7 separate regions of the Mus musculus genome follow, and all the other regions are linked to region 1. Evidence: chromatin contacts called from public ChIA-PET, Hi-C, HiChIP or PLAC-seq and promoter capture Hi-C data. All regions are on one chromosome and are shown on one strand. The core of a region is the stretch at or near the end of the contact, and the rest is flanking DNA. Distances in the headings are between cores, read along the strand shown. Region 1 holds the start of Ago2 (argonaute RISC catalytic subunit 2). Region 2 holds the start of Dennd3 (DENN/MADD domain containing 3). Region 3 overlaps Trappc9 (trafficking protein particle complex 9). Region 4 overlaps Dennd3 (DENN/MADD domain containing 3). Region 5 overlaps Trappc9 (trafficking protein particle complex 9). Region 6 holds the start of Slc45a4 (solute carrier family 45, member 4). Region 7 overlaps Trappc9 (trafficking protein particle complex 9).

Evidence for each region. Promoter capture Hi-C pulls out the DNA fragments that hold promoters and counts their contacts. A called contact is a pair of places that touch in the nucleus more often than the background predicts. ChIA-PET counts read pairs in DNA pulled down with a chosen protein or histone mark. HiChIP or PLAC-seq counts read pairs in DNA pulled down with a chosen protein or histone mark.
Region 2: a contact with region 1 is called in an H3K4me3 HiChIP or PLAC-seq map of intestinal villus epithelium, with 6 read pairs. The contact joins the promoter of Dennd3 here to the promoter of Ago2 in region 1. A contact is called at or near these places in 1 of 15 datasets of contacts at CTCF or cohesin (the NIH/3T3 cell line), 4 of 484 Hi-C or Micro-C datasets (CD4 T cells, LSK cells and embryonic stem cells) and 8 of 115 datasets of contacts at active chromatin or transcription factors (the SCID.adh cell line, bone marrow-derived dendritic cells, embryonic stem cells and 4 more).
Region 3: a contact with region 1 is called in a Hi-C map of centroblasts, with 2.4 times the contacts expected there. The contact joins the enhancer-like site here to the promoter of Ago2 in region 1. A contact is called at or near these places in 7 of 39 promoter capture datasets (the 3T3-L1 cell line, the C10 cell line, embryonic stem cells and 4 more), 8 of 484 Hi-C or Micro-C datasets (B cells, the N1E-115 cell line, centroblasts and 2 more) and 8 of 115 datasets of contacts at active chromatin or transcription factors (the 230-238 cell line, DN3 thymocytes, the SCID.adh cell line and 5 more).
Region 4: a contact with region 1 is called in a promoter capture Hi-C map of trophoblast stem cells, with 4 times the contacts expected there. The contact joins the enhancer-like site here to the promoter of Ago2 in region 1. A contact is called at or near these places in 11 of 39 promoter capture datasets (the 3T3-L1 cell line, the C10 cell line, embryonic stem cells and 5 more), 7 of 484 Hi-C or Micro-C datasets (the HL-1 cell line, the N1E-115 cell line, embryonic stem cells and 1 more) and 9 of 115 datasets of contacts at active chromatin or transcription factors (the NIH/3T3 cell line, T-cell acute lymphoblastic leukemia, embryonic forebrain and 5 more).
Region 5: a Hi-C map of neutrophils shows a contact between it and region 1, with 4 times the contacts expected there. The contact joins the enhancer-like site here to the promoter of Ago2 in region 1. A contact is called at or near these places in 5 of 39 promoter capture datasets (the 3T3-L1 cell line, embryonic stem cells, hematopoietic stem and progenitor cells and 2 more), 2 of 484 Hi-C or Micro-C datasets (bone marrow-derived macrophages and neutrophils) and 3 of 115 datasets of contacts at active chromatin or transcription factors (embryonic forebrain, embryonic stem cells and stem cell-derived neural progenitor cells).
Region 6: an RNA polymerase II ChIA-PET map of memory CD8 T cells shows a contact between it and region 1, with 17 read pairs. The contact joins the promoter of Slc45a4 here to the promoter of Ago2 in region 1. A contact is called at or near these places in 1 of 484 Hi-C or Micro-C datasets (uterus) and 1 of 115 datasets of contacts at active chromatin or transcription factors (memory CD8 T cells).
Region 7: a contact with region 1 is called in a Hi-C map of cortical neurons, with 4 times the contacts expected there. The contact joins the enhancer-like site here to the promoter of Ago2 in region 1. A contact is called at or near these places in 6 of 39 promoter capture datasets (3T3-L1-derived adipocytes, the C10 cell line, hippocampal neurons and 2 more), 1 of 15 datasets of contacts at CTCF or cohesin (CD8 T cells), 33 of 484 Hi-C or Micro-C datasets (the C2C12 cell line, CD4 T cells, the G1E-ER4 cell line and 24 more) and 9 of 115 datasets of contacts at active chromatin or transcription factors (astrocytes, bone marrow-derived macrophages, embryonic forebrain and 5 more).

The regions. Positions count from the first base shown.
Region 1 is chr15:73,183,279-73,186,740 of GRCm38.p6, forward strand. It overlaps Ago2 (argonaute RISC catalytic subunit 2), which reads right to left and starts at 1,669. Exons shown (of 19, transcript NM_153178.4): 1 at 1,483-1,669. The coding sequence starts at 1,504.
Region 2 is chr15:73,511,183-73,514,888 of GRCm38.p6, forward strand. It overlaps Dennd3 (DENN/MADD domain containing 3), which reads left to right and starts at 1,378. Exons shown (of 23, transcript NM_001081066.1): 1 at 1,378-1,665. The coding sequence starts at 1,564.
Region 3 is chr15:72,863,846-72,867,710 of GRCm38.p6, forward strand. All of the region lies in intron 16 of Trappc9 (trafficking protein particle complex 9), which reads right to left. Among named protein-coding and RNA genes, the nearest start is that of Gm41343, 34 kb to the left of the region's middle. Within about 2 kb of position 1,841, at least 86 of the 459 cell types and tissues checked have an H3K27ac peak or open chromatin away from gene starts, as enhancers often do. A contact at or near this core is called in the 230-238 cell line, B cells, the N1E-115 cell line and 7 more, where this site is marked.
Region 4 is chr15:73,559,449-73,563,058 of GRCm38.p6, forward strand. It overlaps Dennd3 (DENN/MADD domain containing 3), which reads left to right. Exons shown (of 23, transcript NM_001081066.1): 17 at 2,877-2,984. Among named protein-coding and RNA genes, the nearest start is that of Dennd3, 49 kb to the left of the region's middle. Within about 2 kb of position 1,698, at least 27 of the 459 cell types and tissues checked have an H3K27ac peak or open chromatin away from gene starts, as enhancers often do. A contact at or near this core is called in trophoblast stem cells, where this site is marked.
Region 5 is chr15:72,835,511-72,839,162 of GRCm38.p6, forward strand. The region is part of intron 16 of Trappc9 (trafficking protein particle complex 9); the gene reads right to left. Gm41343 (a long non-coding RNA gene) reads left to right here. Exons shown (of 3, transcript XR_001781663.2): 1 at 1-3,652. Among named protein-coding and RNA genes, the nearest start is that of Gm41343, 5.6 kb to the left of the region's middle. Within about 2 kb of position 1,536, at least 53 of the 459 cell types and tissues checked have an H3K27ac peak or open chromatin away from gene starts, as enhancers often do. A contact at or near this core is called in bone marrow-derived macrophages, hematopoietic stem and progenitor cells and neutrophils, where this site is marked.
Region 6 is chr15:73,623,415-73,626,960 of GRCm38.p6, forward strand. Slc45a4 (solute carrier family 45, member 4) reads right to left here and starts at 1,330. Exons shown (of 8, transcript NM_001033219.4): 1 at 912-1,330.
Region 7 is chr15:72,796,064-72,799,650 of GRCm38.p6, forward strand. All of the region lies in intron 16 of Trappc9 (trafficking protein particle complex 9), which reads right to left. Among named protein-coding and RNA genes, the nearest start is that of Peg13, 12 kb to the right of the region's middle. Within about 2 kb of position 2,063, at least 8 of the 459 cell types and tissues checked have an H3K27ac peak or open chromatin away from gene starts, as enhancers often do. A contact at or near this core is called in rod photoreceptor, where this site is marked.

The sequences.
Region 1 (3,462 bases), core at 419-2,918:
GGCCACAATGCGGAGGCCCACGCAGCAGCCATCTTCAAAGCTGCCAGTGACCAAAATGAACCGGTTGCTACCGCATTCTCTCTTTTTTTTAAAGGCAACAAAGCTCCCCTTGCAGAACACACAGTAGGCTCTTACTTCCACCCTAGCAAAGAGCTCACTGGTCTAATCCACACCAAACCAGTACTTCCAACAGCGGGTCAAGGTCAAAGGGACTGGGAACCACTTCTAGAGGGGAGTGCTCAAACAGGTTGCCCTAATGCTTGCTGGCTCCCGGATGTTAAACCTCTCTGAGCCTCCACTGTCCAGCGTCTTCAAGAAAGACCCACTGTGGCAAGCTGAAGGGATCAATCAACACGCGAAATTGACGAAAGCCTGGCCTCGTCCCCGAGGAAGTCACTAGAAATTGACACATTGGGAAAACGTACAAATTTGGAGCTAAGATTTGCTGGGTTCCTCCACAGCGCTGAGCTGGGGGGTGGGGGTGGGGGGGGGGTTCCCAATCTGGCAGGAGGCTGCCGCTGGCCATTTCGCAGGGACCTCCAGGCCCCAACATCTGTCCCTAGGACCCGGGCACCTCCCAAGCGCAAGGTTAAAAGGGTCTTCAAATCGTTGGGAAGCCTTTTAACGCATTTACAAGTTGGTCAGTGGGCATTCGAGGAGCCCTGTGACATCAGGAGCGGAGGCGCACTAGGCTCCGGAGCAGGCACCATAGGGAACCCGGGAGGATCTGGGAGGCTTCCAGACCCCACAGTGAAGAAGTCTGGGGAGGCCCCAGGGCCGAACCACTAGGTCAGGTGGGCAGCAGGGAGGGCCCGCGGGCGCCAAGTACAGCCTGGCGGACAAAGGGGTGCAGGCTGAGCCCGAGCAAGCGGCGGGGCAGCCGGGAAATGGAGCCACGTGCCTGGCGGGAGAAGGCGAAAAAGCCTCCCCAACACTTGTTTTCTCAACCCCGCGAGTAAACCGCCCTCCGCTCGGCTCCAGGAGCGGGGTGGGGAAATGCGTCCGTGTTTTTAAGTTTTCTGGAACTTTTCCAGAGAAACGGGCACGCTGGTGGGAAAGGGGTGCCACGGCGGCCACCCGCTCCGCTAGGAAATCGCAGGGCGATTAGCACTTGAATGGGGAGGGCGGCTGCCCGGCGTGAAACTGCGTCCAAGCGACCGATCGCGGTCCCGGGGCCCCGTGGTTCGGTTCCCGACCCGTCCAGCTCCCCGCCCCAGGCCCGCCGTGCTGGGCCCCACAGCTATGCGCTCGGGAACGGCGGGAGGAGCGCTGCGGGAGGACGGAGACCCGTTGCAGGCCGAGCCTGGGCCCCCGCACACGTCCCGGTGGCGCTGCTCGGGTGCACTGGGCCTCCCGGCCCCGAGGCCCTGCCCGGCCGCCCCGAGGCTACGCCGCGGCCCCACAGGCCCCGCCGCCCTCGCCTGCCCCGCCCGCCAACCGCCAACCGCCGCGGCACGAGTGCCGGGCGCCGCGCGGACTCACCGGGGCCGGCTCCCGAGTACATGGTGGCGTTGCCGAGGGCCGCGGCCGAGGGCCGGCCGCGCGCTCCACGGGCCCCGACGCCGCGAGCCGCGAGGAGCCGCCGGCCGCTCGATCCGCCCCGGCGCGGCCGCCTCGCAGAACAGGTTTACCCGACGCGGCCGGGGCGGCGGGCGGAGGCGGCGGGAGCGGAGGGGGAGGGGAGCGGGAGGAGGGAGGGGAGGAGGAGGGGCGAGAGGGACGACGAGGGAGGGGACGGCGGGGAGGGAGGGAAGGAGGGGACAGCGGGGAGGGAGGAGGCGGGGAGGAGGGAAGGTGGCAGGGAGAGAGGGGGGCAGGGGAGGAGGCTGGAGGCGGCGCGCGCCGGCGGGATGGGGGGGGGGGGACTCGCTGTGGCGGCCCCCCGCGTGCTTGCCCTGAATGAGGGACCCCAGAAGCGACCCAGGGCACGCGAGCCGAGACCTTCCCTGCGGCCGAGCGAGGCGACGTCTGGTTTCCGGGCGCGGCCAGCCCGGCACTGCGACCAGAGTCGGAGTCCTCCCGCGCCGAGTGGCAGAGCCTCGGCCGCGTCCCGCCACGCACCCGCCCCTGCACCTCGGCCTGGCTCTTTAAGTTATTAACGAAACGGCGACGGGAAGCTAGCTCCCCACCCAGAGCTTGAACTTGGACGCGGCCAGACCCGTGCGCGTGACCACACCGCCACCTCCCGGCGCGACTCCACAACCTAGATAATCCTAGCAAAGCACCAAGGAAGCCCAGCAAGTTCAGGATTAAATTTTATCAGCTGTCAGGGAGCAGATCTGGTCGGGGCTTCCCGCTTTCTGGCCTCCGAGCCCCCAAGTTCTGCTCTGAGGCCTGCTAGACCAGCATGCTCTGTGCACGTATGTCCCTTCTTCACTTGTTGCTGGCGTGTGCTCCTAGTCCTGTCCAGCTGCCTCTGGAACCTTTCTATAGAAGAGGCGGGTGTGTCAGCTCCTGCCTCGCCCTGCAGGCTTTGCAATGTCTTCAAAGCCCATACTGAGAACCCAGGCCAAAGACAAACAGGGTCCTACTGCAGGGACCCCAGGATCGGGGTAGGCTCCATATTCTGTGTAGTGCTCAAAGATAGTCCCAGGAACAAGAAAAGCAGCTCTCCTTCCAATAAAGGAGGAGGAGGAGGAAACTAGACACAGCATTGCAGGGCTGCCATTCCAGCTAGCCAGAAGTCGAGGGAGGCGGATGGCAACCGTAAATCTAGTCTAGGATACATAGAAGAAAGACTTGCCCCCACCCCTCTCCCAAGTGATTGACACAAATGGGTAATCAATCATACCTAGCCCTTGCGGTACCAATACTTTGGTACTTTAGGGATGGAGACAGGATTTGCTGAACTCAGGAGTCATCTTGGCTCAGAACCAGTCAGGGTAACACAGAACTAATGGGGATGCGGTGAGGTGGGGGGGGGGGGGAGGTGGTGTTCGGCGGGAGGCGGTGTTAGACTTCACTCAGCAGTGGAGCACTGACGTTGGGTCTGCTCCCAGCACTGACATCCTACCCCCAAAGTCATGAAGTCGTTTTGGGGAACATGAAGTAGGTAAATTGCCAGGCATCAAGAAGCCCTGGGTTCAACGCCACCAAAAATATATATATATCTCTGCGCATGATTACACACGTGTTTCTGAGCACAGGGAAGCCTGGGTACTGTGGGCCTTGCTGCTCATCACAGGGATCACAGCGAAGATGGACACCGTGCGCGCTCCCTCTAGAGTGGAGTGAGAAAGACAGTAGAGTGTGTCTGCAGATGGGATCCAGTCAGTGTTGCTAAGTGCAGCGGTGTGCTTGGCCCTGAGCCAACAGGCCAACATCAGCCTGGCGGTGTGACTCCCATTATTGTGAGGGTTCCCATGCATCCAGCTCTGCTTCCAGAAGGCTGAGGCAGTATAGGAGTCCCTGCCTCTAAGGGAGGGAGGGAGGGAGAAGATCCCAAACAAGCAAAATTAAAGT
Region 2 (3,706 bases), core at 128-2,627, 330 kb after region 1:
ACTTTTATTTATCTATTTCTGCTGTGTAGCCTGTACTGGCCTGAAATTCCTTTATGATCCTCTGCCCACTTTCAAATTGTTACAATTACAGAAGCAAACCACTAGTCCTATGGGGATTTAATTTAAAAAGCACAGAACCAGGAAGCCTGGGAGATTATGTGGCTGGACTTTCTGGCACAGGGAGGCTTACAGAAGATGAACTCTGGAGCCTGGCTGTGGACTTTCCACCTCAGTCAGGAACAGAGCAGATATAAGATCTGCTCTACCCTGAGCCTTACAGGGTCCCTGCCAACTGAATGTCCTGGCCTCCATTCCACAGGACATTCCACAAACAGGAAGTAGAGGCCAATAGATGCTAGGTCTGCCCATATACACACATAGTTGACACAGTAGATTTTGATTAAGATTCTGATTGCTTACAGAGTGGCCCACGGTCTGTGATGGATCCCTATGAGGCTTGCTCCGCTCAGGTCTGTGCCTAGCTGAGGCCATCTCAGATGAGCTAATGCAAGAGTCAGATAAGCAGGTATAAAACTTTAATATCAGTGACATTAACACGTCCTTTGGGTTCCTGGACAAGGGATGAGGGCTGCAGAGGTCAGGCAGCCTACAGGCTGGCTAGGCTGCTTCTGAGTCCTGCTCCCCACCCCTACCCCAGCCAGCCTACCCAGGTTTTGCTCCCAAGACTTGTTTAGTCACTCTAGGCTGATGTTTTGACAAATATTTGACGCTACTAGTGATCATTCCTTCAGTGTTTTTGTTTTTTAATATATAATATATAATTCCTGGAAAAGTTCATTGGTCTTCCACCTTGCCCATTTCATGCTAAATTTAACCGAGGTTCTTGCAGAGGCCTGCAGTCAACCGTGAAGCTACTCATCAGGAGTGGATCTTCACACTCCCTTCCCGACGGTTCTTCCAGGTACCCACAGGGTCTACTTCCCGTCCTGGCACAAGAGAGCTTCCTGGAGGTGGCAGGAGACCAGGCCTTTGTCCCTTACTTGTTGGGGGGGGGGGGAGGGCGGGCGTGGACCTCTGGAGAAGAGCCTCCGGGGCTGGATGACGTGGCTGGTCACCTGGGGATGCCGCCCATTCCTTCCGTATTCCGGGGGACAGGAGGAGGGGCCAAACCCGCAGAGGGGCTTAGGAAATGACTGAGCTTGTGTGGCGGCAGAGTCCGCCCGCACCCCCTTCTTCCCACCCCGAAGAGGCCACACCCACGCAGGTCCGGCCAGACACGCCTCCATAGAAGTCCTGCCCCTGCCAAATCACAGACCAGGCTCGTTCACGCTATCCAGGCCCCGCCTCCTAGGTCCCGTCCACACCGGACCCCCCCCCCCCCCACACACACACACAGGCCACGCCCCTCCTATTTGCTCGTAGGCCCCGCCCATTCCGCGGACGCGGCTGGCTGGCAACCAGCCCAAGAGAGGCGGGGAGGCTTGGGCAGGGGTGCTCCGCTGGGGTCTGGGTTGTGGGCGCCGGCGCCCTCTGAGTCGCGTCACCCCGGCCCGACAATCGAGGGCTCGGAGCGCAGTGTGCTAGGCGGGTGGCGGGAAGGTCATGGCGGAGCCCGCGGCGCGACACCTGTCGCTGCCCTCGGGGCTGCTGGAGTTGTGCGCGCTGCTGGGCGCCTCTCAAGACAGCCTCCGCGGCCTGGAGCAGGTAAGGGGTTAGAGGGGAAACTGAGTTGGGGTGGGGGAGACAGAGAGGTGCCAGCCAGGTTTGAGTGTGGCTGGCTTCAGAGGCTACGCACCGCTGCGGCGCCAAAGCCTCAGGGTCAGGTCCCAGCTGTGAGGGATGAGCACAGCTCATAGGGCAACTGGCGGCTGGCCTTTCCTCCCTCCGGGACCGGCCGGCTTGGACTTGGTGCTTGTGGTGGTACAGACCGGCTTCTGTGCACTGAAGCGTTCCTCCACACTCAGGATGTGGGGCGAGGTGCTGGCCCAGCGGGGATCTGCTGAGTTCACGGGCAACTAGACAAGATCCTCTCCCAGTAGCGACTAAATGGTTCCCTTCACTGCCTAAGTGATGGGTTCTGTACTCCGTGCCGAATAGTGAGGTTTCAGGTGTTAGAGTCAACCACCAGCTTTGAATATTCCACTTTTAGTCGAGCTTGCTGCATAGCCATTTTCTTCACTTGCTGTGCAGTCCCTCCCTTCTCTCCGTCTGTGCCTAGGAACCAAAGATAGATTCAGCTCCCTGTCTCTGGAAAGACAGCAGCGGCGTCTGAACATCTCATACTCCTGATTTCTGCGCTGTGTTTTCTTTCGTTTTTTTATTCTGGAACCCAGGTTGTTTTCTCCCAATCCATTGGTGCTTCAATTTTTCTTTTGAACCCGGCATAATTGGGAACTGCCATTTTCTCAGCGATTTCCCTAGTATCCCGTTAAGTGTCTGGAGAGATCATCTGAGTGTTGCATATCGATGTGATGAGTAGTGGAGACAAAACAAGAAAAGTTAACCGTCAGTAAAAGTAGCCGAATGAGTGTTAAAGCCTAGATAGTTTGGGCTGGTGAGGTGGCTCCCCGGGTAAGAGCACTGACTGCTCTTTCTAAGGTCCTGAGTTCAAATCCCAGCAACCACATGGTGGCTAACAATCATCCATAATGAGATATGTTGCTCTCTTCCGTGTGTCTAAAGACAGCTACAGTGAACTTACATATGATAATAAATAAATCTAAAAAAATTAAAATAAAAAGCCTAGATAGTTTCTTCCCTAAGTGAATGTGACCAGTAAATGGCCCTTGTCCCTATGAAAATGATTTGTCACTTCTCTGATGTCCCTTATAAATGCCAGTGTGTCCTCCATTGTCTTTGTGCCTCTAACTTACCAAACAGCACTGCCTTTTTTTTTTTTTTTTCTTCTTAGAATCGGAAATGGCCTGGTTTCACTGTGGTCTCTCTGGGCATCTGTCCGTGTCTTTGTGCCCTGGGTCTTGCAGTATGGTTCTTGCCTGTTGGGTGTGAGGCATGATTTTTGAGAACCGGCTTAGTCAACTGGGGGATTCAGAGTGGTACTTTCCCGAATTAGGCAGTCGGTGGCACCTCCCAGGTGAGAGGGGGGAGTTTCAGGCTAGTTTGCCTCATTGTGTGCTCTGCTAGGAATTTCAAAGAGAGGGGAGAAAAAAAAAACAGTCCAGGATTAGGGGGGAAAGGAGAGTTAGAGATGGACTAAAACTTTAGAATAATTTCATTTTATGTCAACATCACTGTTAGAGTTAGTCAGATTTTATTCACTTTATTTTTTGTAGTAATTCTCTTTTGAATGTCCAAGGTTTTAAAATTTGTTGTTGTTGTTGTTGTTGTTGTTTTGTTTTTTTGGAGACAGGGTTTTTCTGTATAGCCCTGGCTGTCCTGGAACTCACTTTGTAGACCAGGCTGGCCTCGAACTCAGAAATCCACCTGCTTCTGCCTCCCAGTTGCTGGGAATAAAGGCGTGCGCCAATAAAGGTGGCAATAATTTTTAATTTTACTTTAAAAAAGGCATTTTACTGAGTGTGGTGGCTTGCTCCTGTAGTTCCAATCCTCGAGAGCCTGAGGCAGGAGGACCACTGTGAGTTTGAATGCAGCCGAGGTTATAGAGTGAGTTCTAGATAGGTCAACCTGGGCTACAGAGTGAGATCCTGTCTTCAGAAACAAAGCAAAACAAACAAGCAAGCAAACAAAACTTTATGGTGGCACAAATCTATAATACCTGTACTTG
Region 3 (3,865 bases), core at 591-3,090, 320 kb before region 1:
CCAATGCCCCTGCCCTAAGTTTAAAGCTCAGGAGGCAGACAGGCAGAGACACACACCACCCTGAGTTTCTGAAACAAGAGCCACGGGGGAAAATGTTCCTAGGACTCCAAACACATGCCAGGCTGTGTGGTGGCTTTCTGAGTGTGGAGTGTTCACTGTGTCCCTTCGTGTGTGTCCAGTGCTCAGAGGAGCATCCTGGCTCTGTCAGGTGCAGCTCTTACTATCCCTGACTCATAGAGGAGGAAGCTGAGGAGCAGAGGTGCCGATGGCTTATCTCCTGGCTAATGGCTGACCAGCTGCACAGTGCAGGAACCTTGTATCTCAAGCAAAGCATGAACCTGAACAACTCTGTCCTCCCCTCAGAACTAAGCCAGAGCTTAGGCACTTTGCATATGCTACCTCTGCTTACACAGCAGCGAGGGAAATCCGATCTGGTCCTGACCCACAGAAGCTGTAGCGCAAAGAGATCACGTGGCTTGCCTTAGATGACAAGGCTAAAGAGCAGTAGGCAATCTGCTCTCGGGTCCTCACTGTCCGAAATGCAACATCATTCAGTGGGGCCATATATAGCCACACTAGACACAGCGATCTGAACCGGGCAAGGTTAAGCCTCAGAAGGACAGAGAGAGGAGGAGAGGAAGCACGAAGAAACACAGAAACAGTGCACACATCATGGGATAGGCTGCCATGATGGTCACAGCAACCACACACACAGAGCCTAGAAGGCCTTCCTGACATCTAAGCCTGGCATCCTCGAATCTGAGGTAAAGGCGTTGGGTGATGTGCCTTCTCTGGACTGAGCCACACCCCAATCCTATGCACACCACAAGGATAGCAGCTAGGCCACAACACCACCTATCTGCAGTGAGCTGCAACCTCTCTCGTTAGACACACACTTGTACCACACGGCGCTGTACTGGACCAGCAGGATCCAGAGGAAACACAACAGTGCAAATTTCCAGTTTCCTGTGTTAAGAAAAATCAAATGAACCCTGCAGAGACAGCCATGGCCCACTGCACCTCTCTATACATGCATCTGATCCCCAGTCACATGGCTCCTCTGGGCTCCCCAGGGGACCAGCTGCTCTGCTTCTGTGCTGTCCCAAGAACCCTGACAGAGGCTGGTAGTGAATCTTCACTGCTGTACTCCTTGCCAGAGTCTCAGTTCCTTAAAGATAGTCCCTAACTCACTTGATTTGCATTCCCAGAGCTAAGTCCAGTCCTTAATAGGTAGGCAGTCAATGAATATTTAATGAATGAGTAAGAATCAGAGGCTACATTGTAGTGCACTATCATTACAAAATAATTAAATGGGGAGGGTGTTTAATATAATGGAGTTCTGCAAGAGACAGCAATGGCACCCACAGTGCAGTATGACCATTTCATGCCACTTGGCTGCACACTTAAATGTGGTGATGGGTAAATCTGGTATTATGGGTATTGTAACCACAATGTCTCCAGAATTTTATCCAACTCTTAAAATATTTTTAGTTAACATACAAAATCATGGGTTTCACTATAACATCTTCACACAGAATCATCATGTCTTACTCAGATTTGCCTGAGTGTCTCCTTACAGCACAAAGGAGTGGCCTGTCTCACAGTGGCTGCCTTCCTAGCTTGGGCTGATGGCTCCACTCTCTTCCAGTGCCCACAGTGGAGAGGAAGCAGCCCCAGCTCGTGGGTGTCAGACCCTCTGGGTGTTGCTGCCTCTCTACCACCCTGCAGACTCTAAGCCTCATCGGATGCCATTTTAGCACCAAATCAAGCACCAAATGAGCGGTGGCTTTGCTGGGGGGGAAACGGCAGGAAGGATGTGGGCGGCAGGATGCGGGGACAGCAAATGCTTAAATGAAAGTCAACCCCAAGGGACTTGTCTGAGTCCTGAAAACCAGATGGGTCTGGCTATCTATACAGAATGCACCAAGCTTTGCCGTTAGTCATTATGGCCCCGCCTTCAATAAATCTCCTTTCAAGGATTGGAGAAGGGGGCACTCAGATTATAATTACCAATTCAGACCTCTCAGAATGGAGAAGGTTGGTGCAAAAACCTATTAACTCTGGGTCAAGAAGAAACAGGCAAAAAGAGAGCTGACTTGGAAATTACGGCAGGGTGGGGGTGGGGGTGAGTAAAAAAAGAGGACGTAGGATTAATTTTAGGATTAATTAACAAGTGCAAAGAAATTTTGAGAAACTAAAAATACCTTAACAAAAAGCAGAGCAGCTAACTTAAATTCTTAATGAACACAACAAATGGAGAAGTGAGGGAGGACGCACCCTTTAAATATCCCTCATCAAGGTCTGTGGCAGCACAGTTACCTCACATGCACATCTCAGGGCGCAGGGCTCGTGAGCCAGAGGCTCCAAGCAGCAGCGACGACGGGGACTCAGCCACACACTTCTAAAACTCCCCTCTCCTAACTTTCGAAACCAAACTTCAGTGAGTGGCTTTGCTTCGTGCTTAGCTTCTTCATCCCGGTGACCATTCAACACATAAAGCGTCTTTTGCCTATGAAACTTCTAGTAACCCGGTCAGGTCATAAAATACCACACTGGTAAATTCAGCAAACTCTTTACACGTTCCCCTCCCTAGATTGTGCTGTTTCTACGGACTGTCCTTTGCTTTCTGTAATGTCTTTTTCGTCTTTGGTCTCTCCCAAGCATCTTTGCAAGTCCTCCGATACAGGGGTCAGCAAAATTGCAGCAGTAGCCCCGTTTCCTGTTCCAGAGTCTCCTTTGAGTGGCTGCCTCAGTTTAGGGAAACTTCCCTTATCAAGGATAGCAGTTCTATGTCTACTTCTGGCTCACACTCATTTAGACAGCAGCCACTGCCCTCTAAGACCTGCCTGGGTAGCACGGCAGCTGCAGACAGCTGCAGAATGAGCACATCCACCATGCCCCGCCCTCCAGAGCCACCAGATGAAAACAGAATCTCCCCTGCCTTGGCCTAATGGTCCCTAAGACCTGTCAATCACATTGCCACAACCTTCTTCTGCCCCACTCCAAACCATTCCAAGCACAAAGTTCAAGTTCATGTCTTGTCTCAGCTTTCCCAACAGCAGGTTCCAGTCTCCTCCCTGCAGTCTGCTGTAAGTGCAACCGTAATTCTGGGGCGTGAAGACTACAAAGCCTCCGTCAGTCTGGCCCTGGTGGCAGCCTTCAGGTCACATTGTAAGTGTGAGTACAGTATGAACTGAGTGCTGGAAGTAGTCTCCAGTGCTTCAAGTCTGGGCATGAACGCTTCTACTATTCTCATCTGACGGATGAGGAAAGCAAAGTCTGGGGAGTGGAAAGAATTTCCTGAGTTAACGTGACCTTTGGTAACAGCTTCAGCATCCACAAAAGTGACCTGCCTGGAAACTGCGTTCTCTGCTCCCCTGATGCCCTTGTCGTCCACTGCCGTAGCCTCGTACCGCGTCTCCTGCTTCTCCTGGACCAGTGCTCACCACCACAGCATCTGACCAGACCACTCCCCTTCTGCAGCTTATCTTGTTTTGGTTGCTTCTCTGTGCAACCCCAGTGCCTGCAGCGTAGGCTCGCTCTTCCCTGGAAGTCTTGGTGGACACACCATGGGTCTCCATTGTGAAAGCCACCTTCACTCATGCATGCTGACTGGGGACCAGCGTGGTTAGAACAGAAACCTCAAGTGATGAGTCCCCATCTTGTTGTCTAGTAGACAAGATAGAGCACAGACCAGAATGAACCCCCGAGTGTGCTTCAGGCTAATGGCTCCATTCCTGAGGGGGCCAGCAGATACCCATAGCAAGGACAATGACCCCAGCTTTTAATTAGCACTTACAAGAAAGCTTCCTGCTGCAAACATATCCTTCCTCTCAGTCTGTGAGGTGAAAAATCAGAATGTCAA
Region 4 (3,610 bases), core at 448-2,947, 380 kb after region 1:
GTTGGTGAAGTAGGGATCTCTGCCACACTATCCAGGTCCTGTTGATACTGAGATATCACTCTTGTTCTGGACCCCTTTAAGCTGTGACTTCCTAGGTTTAGGGTACTTGAAGGGCAGTGCCACCATCCCTGTGATGGCTGACACACTCACGCTCTGCAAGAGGAACCCCCACACTGCTCAGCACCTCCTTCTGTGCCCCTGATGGCCTGTTGGTTCACTATCACCGTGATCTCATCTGTCCAGGGTGTCTCCCGTACCCAGGAGCCTTCCTGACTCCACCCTTTCACTCAGCCCAGTGTTTCCTCAGTGCCTCCGTGAGGAGGCTTGTGCTGGCCCTTTCCCTTAAGGAAAATGTATTGATGGTGAGGTGTGCTGTTTGTGAGTGGATGTACGCGTGCCACGGTGAGTGTTCATGCAGGTGTTGGTCCTCACCTTCCGCCTGGCTTCAGGTGGGGCCCTGTCACTTTTGTCACTTACTGCTGTGTACACCAGGCCAGTTGGCCCACAAGCTTCTAGGGAGTCTGCTGTCTCTGCCCTCTGTCGAGCCATAGGAACAGGAGTTGCAGGGGCTCACCCCACCCGGCTCCTGGCTTACCATGGGTCCCCATACTCATACAGCAAGCAAGCATATATATAACCCATTTCTTTCTTTGTTTTTATTTTATTTGTAATTCACTTCATATCCTGATTACAGCCTACTTCCCTCCTCTTGTCCCAGTCCCACCTTTACAAATCCCTCCCCTGTTGTCCCCTCTCCTTCTCTGCAGGGAAGGGGAGCGCTCCCTTGGGTACCACCCACCCTGGGGCATCTAGTCCCAGCAGGTCTAGGCACATCCTCTCCCACTGAGGCCTAACCAGGCAGTCCAGGTAGGGCAAGGGGATCCAGTGGCAGGGAACTGAGACTGAGATAGCCCCATTCCACTTGTTAGGGCAACCATCTGAACATCAAGCTGCACCTTTGCTACAGATGTGTAGGGGGCCTAGGTCCAGCTCCTGCGTGCTCCCTGGTTGGTGGCTCAGGCTCTGTGAGCTGCCATGGTCGCTGGTTAGTTGACTCTGGATCTTCTTGTGGTGTCCTTGACCCCTCCAGCTTGCTCACTTCTATCCCCCACTCTTCCACAAGACACCCCAAGCTCTGCCTGATTTCTGGTGTGGGTCTCTGCATCTGTTCCCATCAGATGTTGGATGAAGCCTCGCAGGAGACAGTTAGGCTACGCTCCTGTCTGCAAGCAGAGCAGAGTATCATTATAGTGTCAGGGGTTAACTCGGTCACATGGGATGGGTCTCAGGTTGGGGTAGTCATTGTTTGGCTGCTCCCTCGATCTCTGCTCCATCTTTATCCCTGCACATCTTGTAGGCAAGACAAACTCTGGGTTGACAGTCCTTCATTTCTTTAGTGGCTACGGTACTGTGTTGTTTGGCAGCATTACATACTCTCTACCCTTCATCTGTAGTGGACACTTAAGTTGGATCTGCCTTCTGTCTAACAAAGGAAGGCTGCTGTGAATGTCTGTGAAGTGTGTGTCATTTCATCTGTCTTGGGTGTGCAGTCAGGTTTTACAAACAGCTGTCCAAGAATTAGAAAATGACACCTTGGCTTAGCTTCACCTTTCCCTTTGTAATCTGTGTCACTGACTGTGTGGCCCTGATGCTTTCTGGTCATAGAACCTGTTCCTGAGCTGGGACAGAAGCCAGGAGGCTCAGGTGTCCCCAGGTTGCCTGGAGACCCATTGAGCCCTCTGGGAGCTCTAACAGTTTTGGGTCTCAACAGAACTGCTCCTGTGCTCAGATGAGAGTAAACTCAAATAAACAGTACACTTCAGCTGTTTATACAACTTTAAATGTACTCCTCCTCGGTGACAGCAGTTCATGGCCTCTGTAAACAGTTTACAGAGTTGCCATAGTAACACCCAGCACACAATCTGTCATCATCACCTTGTTCCCAGGACGCAGGAGGAGCCATCCGAGCTCAGGTCACAGCACGACGAATTCCTGATCCTGGTTTTAGCAAATCCAGAAATACCTTCTAATGCATGGCTTAACAAAGTGAGGACTCACGACATGAGATCCCAAGCTTAATTTGGAAACATGGAGTCCACCTGTGATGGCAGGTCTATAAATATACAAATGAAAGGACCCGAGTCAGTCACCTGAGGCAGCAGGTGGAGAGGCAGTGGCAGAGGGTCCGGCCATCACTTCCTGCATTGTTGGAACCCAGGAGCCATGCTGGAGGCCTAGTGACTGGCAGGTTGCTGTTCTTCTACAAGCAAGGAACAGGACTTGGTTGTTTCTTTTGAAAAATGAGGACAATAGCAATCACATCAGAAGTGAAAGGCCACCAGTGAGTCCCTAAGGCATAGCCTCTACTGCAGTGCAGGGGATCCAGGGGACAGGAGGAAGTGCCTCAGGGTTAGTGGGAAGGCCATTCAATCTGGCAGGTGGTCTCAGAAACCTCCAGGGAAGGCAGTTTTAGCGCTGTCTGGAAATGTGTTTGATTGTGCAGAAAGAGGTGCAAGTGTGGTGTCTTGGTCATGTAACTAGACTAAGTGTCCATTCACAGATGAATGCGACCTCAAGCTGGCAAGCTGGCTAACTAGGTAAAGGCACTCGCTGCCAAGCCTGGTGGCCTGAGCTCAGTTTCTGAGATCCGCGTGGCTGAAGGAGAGAACTGACTTCCACTAGTGCTTCTCTGATTTCCACACACGTCCTGTGGTGTGCACACCAGGGGCCACCTCCAATGCTACTCTCCATAACAGTTTTTCCAAGAGCGCCCTCTTGAGGCCGTGTACGATTTTACAGTAAACTAACAGGCAAGCTTTACTTGCTGTCCCTCTATCCTTGAACCGGGTAACCCAACTCTCGTGCCTGTGTTTCAGCACCCATGGCGGTCCCAAAGACAACCTCGGAGACCCTAAAACACAAGATTAACCCTTCAGCCGGAGAGACCGCTCCCCAAGCCATTGAAGTCCTGCTGTATACTCCAGGTATCTTGGTTGGGATGAACTGTCTAGACTTGGGTTGGAGGTCAGCCTGGCAGCGGCAAGGGGAAACCCCCTTCTAGAAACAGCGAGGGCCGGGCGTGGTGGCGAACGCCTTTAATCCCAGCACTTGGGAGGCAGAGGCAGGCGGATTTCTGAGTTCGAGGCCAGCCTGGTCTACAAAGTGAGTTCCAGGACAGCCAGGGCTACACAGAGAAACCCTGTCTCGAAAAAAATAAATAAATAAATGGCAGACTCTGAATTGGTCAGTCTAAATTCTAAAAAAAAAAAAAAAAAAGAAACAGCGAGGGTGCTTTCTGTCTATAGGACAGGGTCCTGACCCACAAGGGCAAAACTCTTATGGCCACTCTGCCCTCCTGTCCGTGGGGCACCTTATACCTGGGCAATGACTTTGGTGGAGACCGGAATACTCACTCGTCCCCTGCCCTCTATGGTATGGGACATTTCAGGTGCTATGTGTTGCTCTTGTCTTTGGTTGAGGAGGATGCTGTTGGCAAATGGTTGTGTAACCATAGGGCAGAGGGCTAGCCTATCTCTGTATGGGAAGCCGGGAGCCTGCCCACTTCAGTCACCACACCAGCCCCAAGTGGACTGAAGTCTAGATGAGCAAG
Region 5 (3,652 bases), core at 286-2,785, 350 kb before region 1:
TCTAATTTGAGTTAAGGCACTGTGGAATTTTATGTGGAAAGAAACATTTAATTAGGACGGAGTTTTCTGCCAGAGCGGACTCAGGGAAAGTCTGGCCAGCTTTAGTGAGGTTCCCCATCGGCCATCAGCAGCAAGGACATGGAGGGGAGTCCTAGTCACCCAAGAGTGTACCAATGGGAATCTCCCTCACATATGCAGTGGTGACCCTGGCTCTTTGAGTGACAGCTAACATGTCACACAACCAGGGACCATGAGACTTAACATTCAGAGGGTATTTCTCAGATGATACTGGATGCCACTCTAGGTCCCCTGACACAGCAGGGCATGGTAGGACTCAGACCCTTCCAGCATCCACAGCCACATCTACATGAAACTAGCATTTAGACTCACCTTATTTTTATTTGTAACCAAAGAGTCAGGGCTGCTCTCCCTATTTGTCTGAGAATTACAGTGCTGGTGTCTTGGTCTTTTTTCCTATTACTATAATAAGTACTCAAATAAAAACAACTTGAGAAGAAAGGTTTATTCTACTCACAATTCAAGATACAGTTTAGTGTGGTAGGAAAACAGAGGCAGCAGGAGCTGGAAGCAGCTGGTCACGTGACATCTGCAGTCAGGAAGCAAAAAGTGATGAGTGCTTCTGCTGTTCCGCTCTTTCTCCATTCACACCATCCAGGATCCCAGCCAGGGAATGGGGTCGCCCACAGTGGACAGGCCTTCCCATGTCAATTAATGTAATCACTGTAATAGCTCACAAGCATGCTAAGAGGCTTGTCTCCCAATTGATTCTAGATTCTGTCACAGAGTGTCTCATTGGTTCTCCTAGTCAGGCAATGAGTGCCTCAAAAGAAAAAGTCATGTTTAGTGCATAGCCCCTCCCCGGTCCCTGGCAGCACAGCTTTCATCTGGGATGCATGGGTGTTCCATACACACTCGGTGAGTAAGATAAACTAGAATCTTGAGCCTCCTTGATGGAGTAATTGATTTTAAAAAGGTGGGTATATCACTGGACACACATAAACTCAGGAAGACATTTGCACCTTTTTATGTATTTTTGAGACAGCTTCTTATGAAGACCAAGCTAGCCTCGAACTCACCATGTTGCTAAGGATGATCTGGAGATGCTCATCCTCCTGCCTCTGCCTCCCGACTGCTGGGATTACAGGCTCATACCATAATATCTAGATTATGCAGTATTGGGGATCAGTCCCAAGGTTTCATGCAAGCTGGGCACTCAACCTACCAACCAACCTACATCCCCCACCTTCAGCTCACATTCAACACATCATCTAAAGGATGCTCTTGGTTTTAAAGGGATTCCTGTCCCAAGAAGCATTTGTCATAGCCAGAAGAGGCATTCCCACAGAAATGATGCAGTAAGAGTCTACAAACTATAATAATAAATGCAACCCCAGTTCATGAGTCTGCACTGGCTGATGGACCAGGTTCTTGCCAAAATTAAGGTCCCAAGTCTATAGGAGCCAAAACAGTATTAAGCTGAAGTCATAAATTCCAAGACCTAAAGTCACCTCTATTATGAAAGTGGAAGTGATGTTGTAACTTTTAAAGGGTGAGTTATTAGCCAACAAGCAAAGATAGTATCTACGTGACTCACCAAAATGATTCACAAAGAAATGCTAAATTGGCTTTTCAGCCCAAAACAAAGACGGTGCAGACAATGACTTACACAAGAGTAAAGATTCACAATTGATTTTAATTGTTGTTATTGTTAACACCAAAAGCAGGAAGCATTGCCTTCCTTTCTTTAGGCCCTTCCTTCATTCACCACTTCCTTCACAGGGTCACCATGGTACCTGTCAATCAAGACTGCTTGGCACCATGGCAACCAATGAGTGACTTCTTTAATTATGGAGAAGTGGGGGGGGATCCACCTGGATTTTCACAGATAAATAAATAAATTGATAGCCCTGCAGCCCTGGACTATCAGGCTAACCACAGAGATGCTGGTGCCCACAGAGACCATGGGGTGACTGGCTATGGGGGAAGAGGCTGTTGTGCAGGCTAAAGACCTCTGTGGGGACAAAGGCCAGAGCAGATATTGTTCCCTATTTTGCCCTGCAAGTCCAGGGGAAGCATGTCCATTTCTTTGAGAGGGTAGAAAGGAAGCCGTGCTAATTGACTATCCATTATGCTCCTGTCCCACAGATCTATAAAACAATCCTTCGAGGCAGAGGCAGGGATTAACCGGTGCTATACTTTACACAAGAGGAAATTGAGGCTCAAGATGCATGTGAATTGCCCAAGGGGTCAGTTTGACTTAGTCAGTAAATGGCAGGCTTAGCTCTGAGGCTGAGCCTGCCTGCCTGCAAATATTCTGTCCACCTGCCCTGACTTGGCTAAGGCCTTCTGATAATGAATCAGTGTGTACTAAGAAAAGGTCAGCACTCAGGACACACACACACAACACACACACAGGCTGGCTCCTTGAGGAAGCAACTTCACAGTCCCTTAGACTCCCATTAAAAGGCTCCTCCTGAGAGGCCCTTGGGCCTGAGGGTGTGCAGTGCTGTAGTGTAGGGGAACACCAAGGAGGGAAGACAGGAGTGGGGATGGAGCACCCTCAGAGAGGCAGGGGGAAGGAAGATGGGATAGAAAGATTACAAAGGGGAGAGCTGGAAAGGGGAAAACATTTGAAATGTAAATAAAGAAATATCTAATTAAAAAAAAGAAGAAGAAGAAGGAGGAAGAAGAAGGCTCCTCTTCTAGATTCTTTGTTGCTCTGCCAAATAGATTGATTTTTGTGGAGATTATGTCAGCTGAAGGCAATGCCCCTCCTCGACCTCTAAGGGACATGCTAACACCCAACCATGTGAGTTCACTTAGCAAGTTTCCCAGCCTTTGCCTGAATGGGTCAGTCCTGCAGTCAGAGGCTGTTCATCTTCACTTTCAACATGACTGGATGAAGAAACAACTAGACCATCCTGAGGCACATCTGTGACTCTGTCTGTGAGGGCATTTTCAGGGAGGACTGACTGAGGAGGGAAGACCCACTCTAATGTGACTGGCCCCATCTGATGAGCTGAAGTTCCAGGCTGAGCATGGGGAAGGGCCATGGGGAAGAAAGCCAGCTGAGCATAGCGGTCCCTTCCACTGCTTCCTGGTTGGCTGAGATGTGAGCAGGCAGCTTCATGCCCCTACTGCACTGAACCAACAGCCACCATGTCGTTCTCCTCATGATGAATCATAGTACCTCAAGATGTAAGCCATAATACCTCCTCTCTCCCCCTTCCTTATAAGCTGTTCTTTGTAAGGAGTTTGATCACAAAGATGAGAAAAGTGGCAGGTGGGGGGAGGGGGGGGAGGATGGGAAGAGACAGGTGGGGGGAGGAGAGTGAGGCTGAGGCTTGAGGCATCCTTTGGGAGACAGGTTCACATCTGACAAAAGCAACTTCGGGAAGGAATGGCTTCTTGTGGCTCACAGGTTTAGGGTACAGTACACCCTGGTGAGGAAGTCGTAGGGTGACTGCTCACACTACACCCACAGTCAAGAAGCACAAGCACTGGCAGTTGAGGACGTAGGAACAATCGGCTTGCCTTCTTTTTATTCAATCCAGAGCCACAGCCTGAGGAGTGGTGCCGCCCACATTCAGAGCGGCTCTTCCTACTTGGACTCATCTTGAAATTCCCTCAC
Region 6 (3,546 bases), core at 80-2,579, 440 kb after region 1:
AGGCTGCCTGGTGTCTATAAAAGCGTTCCTCCCAGGAGATGGCTGGAAACAGACACTCTAAGATACTTTCATTCTTTTCCTTATTTGCCGTTCTGAAAAATAAGTTGTTCTTCCCTACTCCGAAATGGAATAGGGTCAAAATCTTCCACAGTCAACAGCAACCCAAAGAAAAGAGCACCAGATCCAAGATATTTCCAGTTTGGCAAGTGGCCCAAGGTAAGTAACTCTATGCTGTTTACTTGGTTCGAATAGAATTCGCCTGGGGATAAAAACCTAATCCCTTAACCAGTCAGCCTGTGTCCCTTAGTCCTGCAGACAGAGGCTGAGGCACTTTTCATCTCCTCTTCATCTCAATGTTCCTCTGTCTCCGTGGTGCCCACCACCTAGAAACGTCCACTCCAGGCCCACTGTGGTGTGTAGAGCCTGCATGCTCCCACACAACTAAGTGATCTATCAATGTGTGCAGAGGGATAGCTAGCAGAGGCCTGTGCAGAAGGGCCTCTGAAGCTCACAACAAAGCTCAGGGTCCACCTGTTCCAAAAGGATAGCCATCTCAGGACTGGGCCCCCCTGGGCCTCCCTCACCTTTCAAAGATGCTCCAATAACTCCTCCCTCCTTTGCTATATAGGGCTATCACTATGGACTCTTCACACTACCAGTAAAGTGAGTCATGCATGGCAACAAGAAAGGCCTCTCCAAGGAGCCATACACAGATTAGGTGCCCCAATGCAGAGATGAGCATTGGCCCTCCTCCAAAGCCAGAGCCTATCCCCCATGCGCAGAGATCTGCAGGGTACTTCTAGGTATACAGTCTGCAGAGTAGTCTTTGGTAACGCCTGTGTGAGCTGCATCCCACTGAGGCATAAGCCACTGCCTCCATTACACACTGCTTCTCCAGGACACACACCTACCTGTTATATAAGCAGTGCTCAGGCGCACAGGCCAACAGAAGACACAAGGAAACTGCAGCACATACAGCACGGGACTCACTCCTAAGGCAGGGAACACAGCTAAACAGGCTGTGGTCAAGGAACAATCTCTGCAGCTGCCCCAAGTGTCTGCTCTTCTCAGCCAGGACATTTAAAGCATTAAATTTTCAGTCTTCTCACCAAAAACCCTCTAAAGGCCAAATGACAAGCTTCAGCAAGGGTTCGCAGTGCACCTCCACATTCCCAGGGCCAGGGAGCGGGCTCCCATCCCATGGTTTCTATTCCAGACATGGCCTCCAGGAGTTGGGACAGATCATCAGCAAGGGCAGAGGTAAAGGACAGAGATCCAGTGGATCTTCTGTAGCTGAATACACAGTTGGCTAAGGTGTCCACTACACACTGGGGGAGTCTAAATCAATTTCTAACTAAAGATCAAGTTGTGGACAGTACCTAGAGTCACAAAGGCATAAGGGGAGATTCCTAATTCCAACAAGAGGCAGCCCACTATGACACCACTGTGCCAGATGCCCACATCTCTGCTACCACCTCCAGCCTCTAGGAGGACAGGTCAGAACTCAGCTTCTCTTCTTCCCAATTTCTGCTGGAACTGATGACAAGGGAACAATAAATGACTCGGTTTGGTGAGTGTTCTGAAAAGCCATGACCCTCAGCATCAGAGGACCTCTAATGGGGCTCCAACCTTGTCCTTAGACACTTGGTCCGAGAGGTAGCCTCAAGTGCAGGCATTTAAAGCAGATCAAGGTAGGAAGTGGTCATTGTACAAGCCCACAAACACATGCAGACCCTTAAAAGATTCAGGGGCGGGAAGGGCATGACAGCACACACCCATATTTCCAGCACTTGGAGAATCCCACGGGTTCTAGAACAATGTGACTTACAGTGAGTTCCAGGACCACATAGGTTAGGAAGAGATCCTGTCTAAAAACCCAACATAGGCCTGGAGAGATGGCTCAGCAGTTAGGAACACTTGCAGAGGACCCAGGTTTGTTCTTAGCACCCACATCAGGCGATACACAACCGCTTGTAAATCCATTTAAGGGGATCCTGGCCTCCATAGATGCAGAACTCTGTTTAACTAGATTGCCCAGTAGTGGTGGCACAGGCCTTTTAATCCCATCACTCAGAAGGCAGAGGCAGGCAGATCTGAGGTCCAGGACAGCCAGGGCTACCTACACACAGAAACCTTTTCTCAAAAAAATCCAAATTAGAAAATAAATTAAACTAGGGGCTGGAGAGCTGGCTCAGTGGTTAAGAGCACTTGTTGTTCTTGCAGAGGACCCGGGTCGGACTCCCAGTATCTGTGTTAGAGGCTCACTGTCTCCTTGAGCACCAGACATACATGTGGTGCACAGGGGTACACACAGGAAAATACTCATACACATAAAAAATAATATTCCTTTGGTCTTAGCTGCCCTAGGAATACAGGTGTGTGCTATCATACCCAACTTATTCAAACTATTTTCAATCTAGAAAATAAAAGTACTAGCCAATTAACCCTTATTTTTCAAAAGCCACAGAAACACCCAGGACCTGTATTGGCTCCTGGTCCCTGCAAAAAGGCCAGAGCCCATGGGGAAGAGAAGGGTTGGAGTCACCCACTGTGGCCTTCCCCAACACGAACCTCAACCATTCTCTGCAAACCTACTACACCTCAGGTGGAAGCCACCAAATGAATTATCAGTGCAGTGTCAACTGGAAACATCCCAGTGTCTCCATGGTTTGCCCTGCTCAAGTTGGATTCCATCCCTGACTATTGAGAAACTTAGCAACGGCTTGAGCAGAGCAGGATCCTAAGAACAGCATGGGCTCCAGCAGGTCAGACAATCTCCTCAGACAGCAGGACATCTTGCCAGAAGAGAGCAAGAACCACCCACTAAGGCGAGGCCCAGGAGAAGGACCCACACTGTAAACTCTCAGTGCACCTCACTTTTTCCTCCAAAGAAGTTTAGGGAGAGTACATGGTCGCACCTCAGCAATCTTCCCAGGCAGTGCTGTTTCACAGCCCCAACCCTGCTGACAGGTGAGTTCACCTGGTCCTGAAAGTCACCAACCAAGGCAGATCAGATCTCACTACCTGTCCCCAGGTCAGGTGGCCACAGGCATTAACCCTTTAGGACTCCTAGAGGAAGGGAGCGCCCAGAGCTGGACATTAGGCTCCTGACCCAGTTAGCTGAGGTGCCAGTGTGGATAGTCAGTTACAACAAAAATACAAATTATCTGCATGATTATAAACAGAATATATTCTTTCAGATAGCTACCAAACCTAAAAATAAATAAATGGGAAAAGCAGCAGACTGTCCCGGCCAGTGCTGTAATCCTGACACTTGGGAGGCTGAAGCAGGAGGAATGCACTGAAATCAAAGTTGGCCTGGGCTATGGAAAAGTCAGTTGTAGGACATCCTGGGTTATACCACAAGCCTGTCTCACAGTAAAAAAGGAAGGGACCAGAGAGATGGCTCAGTTGAGGAGACACCTACTGCCATGCCTCAGAACCTGCGTTTGATCCCCAGACCCTGTGATAAAAGAGACCCAACTCCCTTTAACTGTCCCTGACCTCCATATGCCAGTACACACACACACACATTTTTTTTTCTTA
Region 7 (3,587 bases), core at 813-3,312, 390 kb before region 1:
ATCCCACAGAGAGGAAAATGATGTCTGTGGACGGAGGGAAACCTGTAGCGTAAAGGCTGGAGGGACAGCCAGGGGGGAGGTCAGAGCCTGGGTCTTGGCCTGTCACTCCGCTAGCTCTCTGTCCGGGTTGTCTGTGGCCAAAGGACATGCAGGCAGAGGGTGACAGCATACCAATGTGTCGCTATAGAACTAGACAGGGCAAACCTTATCTCAGCCTTGCTGGGTAGGATGCTCTCTAGGGAATGGTAGAGACCATGTGACTGAGACTCCAAAGGCCTCAGCGCCTGCTTCTGACAATGCAACACCACACACGACTCTGTCACACATTGGGTTCTCTTTATAATGTTGTTTATAGGGGAAAAAAAAAAAAGCTTGGAATAGCTGATGTGAAAAAGGCAAATTGAATGAAACCTTTTCTATGCTGACCATATGGATAAAACATCTCTTTCTGATGTGGAAGAACATGTTTCTTAAAGGAGACTCACTAAATGCTCCTCTGAAAAGAATTGCTGCGACAGTTGCTGGGCCAGAGTGTGAGCACTCTGGATGCCAGTGGGGGGGGTGGGGGGGTGGGGTGTAAGGCTTCAGGTTCCAGTACATGACCCATCTGCTCTATGTCAAAGTGAGCATCTTGCTCTTGTTCTGTCCCAGCCCCTACTGCCACTTACAGAGAAAAGGACCTCACTGCTGACCACAAGCAGGTCTTCCTCCATAACTCTGAGAACAGCCATGAGCTGGTACCTGACTGGCCTTACCCTGATGTGGAGCCCCAGGGCAAAGCCAGAACCTGTCTCCAGCATATTGGCTATCCTTCCTTCCTCCATCCACTGTGAAAAGCAAGCCTTCCTCCCCAAAACCTGACAGAATTCTCTTCTGAGTCCAAGGCCTTGTAATTCACACATCCAACCCTGCCTTCCCCTCCCCTTGGAATCATTGACACCTTATAGAAGGGGAAGACAGTAGAAAAGAAGTAAGGCTGAAGATGGCCAGGTTCCCATATACATTGCTGAGAGGATGGACTTGGGTTTCCCCACCTGAAGCATGAGGCAGCCTGAGGGCTAGCACACCTTCCCTCTAAGAAAATACAGATGAACTGGAAACACAGCTAGCTAAGGCCGTGTCTCATGGAGGTGTGTGGCACAGGTGGGAGACATGCAGACCTACAGAAAGATCAGAACATGAGGATAAAGACAGAGAGAGCCGGTGGGGATATAAAGAGCTGAGGCCAACCCTTGGAACCTTCTAGGCAAAGTCAACAGAAGCCATGAAGCTCTTAGGTCCAACTTCCGCTGTGACCTCCCAAAGCTGGCTCCCAGCGTTCCCACATACCCTTTGCCCACATGATGCATACGGTCCTCTTCCCATCCACCTCCCTCCAGCCAAAGCTTCTCTGTTCTTTGCTGTGGAACCCTCTAGAGAAGTGGTTCTCAAACTTCCTACTGTTGTGACCCTTTAATACACTTCCTCATATTGTGGTGACCCCAACCATAAAATTATTTTTATTGCTACTTCGTAACTGAAATTTTGCTCCTGTTGTGAATTGTACCGTAAATATCTGACATGCAGAAGTTCTGATACCTGACACTGTGACAGGGATGTTCGACCCCTGAAGGTTAAGAACCACTGTTCTAGAGCTGGGGGGCTCCTGTGTACTTCCCCCATAGCCACCCAACAAGGTGCTTGTGCACACAGCCAACAGTAGCTCATTTGGCTTTTCTTCCTGAGCCTTCAGTAGACCTCTGCCTGGTTCTCTGTTTCCACAGTGGCTTCTTCTCAAACTACTGCACTATCTTTTCTCCAGGCCCAGCCTACATGGCCTATGGGAGGTGCCCATTGTTCTCCATCTGTCCCCCTCATGTCCCCTGGCTGGACAATTCCACCCTTCTCTTTCCACCCACAGCATCACTACACAGACTCAAGATCAAGCACACCATTCGGGGTCTACTGTGACATCCCCAATAACCCAGGCTCTGACTTCCCAGCTCTTGGAGAACCTAGGACCCATGTAATGCCTGGGCTGTCATTTCTGCCTGCGAGGTTTATGCTCATCTGTCCTATTTGAACTAACCTGTGCCTCACAGTGCTACACGCCTACTTCTCTTCCTAGAAGAGCTGTACTCAGCAATCACTTTCCTGTTTGCTCCATCACTTTCCCTCTCCCACTAAGCTGTAAGTCTGTGCTTGCAGAATTCTGTTTGTCTTGAACATCCTGTTCTATGCGCGATGCTTTAAAACCTGACACAGCAGGTCACCCAGTTAGTATTTAGTGACTGCCTTGTTATATAGGAAATGTAGGAATTTGTCCCCTAACAGGCAGCCACCTTCAAACAAAAGTACTCTTAATGATAATTGAACAGGCACTTAGAGGCTATGTTTGCTAGGAAATGACACTCCTCACTCAGGCACATAGGATCACAGCTTGGTCTCCACCTATTTTGTCTGTCTTCTTTACTTTGGGTCAACTGCTTACCTTGCAGGCTGAAGGCACAAAGCTAACTAACATCACTGTCCAAAACCTGCAGTCACACAGCCTCAAAGGACAGACTACCTCCGGGGGGGGGGGGCGGGGGGGGGGCACAGCTGTCCACAGGGCAAGGGTACACTGGAGGACAGAAGCAATCACCTCTTGAGGACCAGTTTGCACAATCAGCACTAAGGACGTCACACAGGTCTCAGGACCTGACCTGAAACATGCATGAGTGGGGACTGTTGCTTCATGTTAATAAGCACCTCCTGCCTTGTGACCTCACTCCTCTGATTCAACCAAAAGTTCATGTTCACACCACAAACACAGACTTAGGATCACTGGACCACCCAATGTGACCACACTCAATATATCTCTCTGCCTATCACCATCATTTGCATCTTTAATTGACCTATTAGAAGAGGCGACCAAGTCTAGCCTGTTGGGACTGCTACAGCCTTTTTTCTCTACAAATTCCAGTTACAGTAAGATTCACACACTCAGAAAGTCAAGCCACCTTGGGAACAAATGGATATGCCAAGGGCAGGCCGGGAGCACCTCTTCACGAGGCCAGAGATCTTGTGAAATCATGAAATCACCAATGCCATAAAATTTAGCAGAGACAAAATGAGGTGGAGGGGAGAGAGAGAAGGGAGGATGGGGGGGGGGGGGCACAGCACGTTTGTTTTTCCTAACAAGAATTAATTAGGCAGGGGGTAGAGTTAAGATGGTTAAAAGGTCATACTGTTCCTGCAGAGGACTCCAGTTCTGAAGTTTAGTTCTCAGCCCTCAGCTCAGGCTGCTTATAACCAACTGTAGCCTCATCCAAGGAGGACCCAATGCCTCTGACAGGCACTCACACTCATATATAGACCGTATTTTATTTAAATACGTGTATGGAGTAGCGTTGAATTGGGAGAAGTGCTCCTCTGCTGATCATGCTCTCATTCATGCTGTCTGTGGCCAACATAACCACTGTCTCTGGGTACTTCTGTTGGTCTTTCTCCAGGGTTTGTATTTTTAAATTATTTTTGATAGGCATACAATAATAGCACATACATAATAACAATAATACACATATAACAACAAGAACATACAGGACATTGTTTGGATTCACATCAAC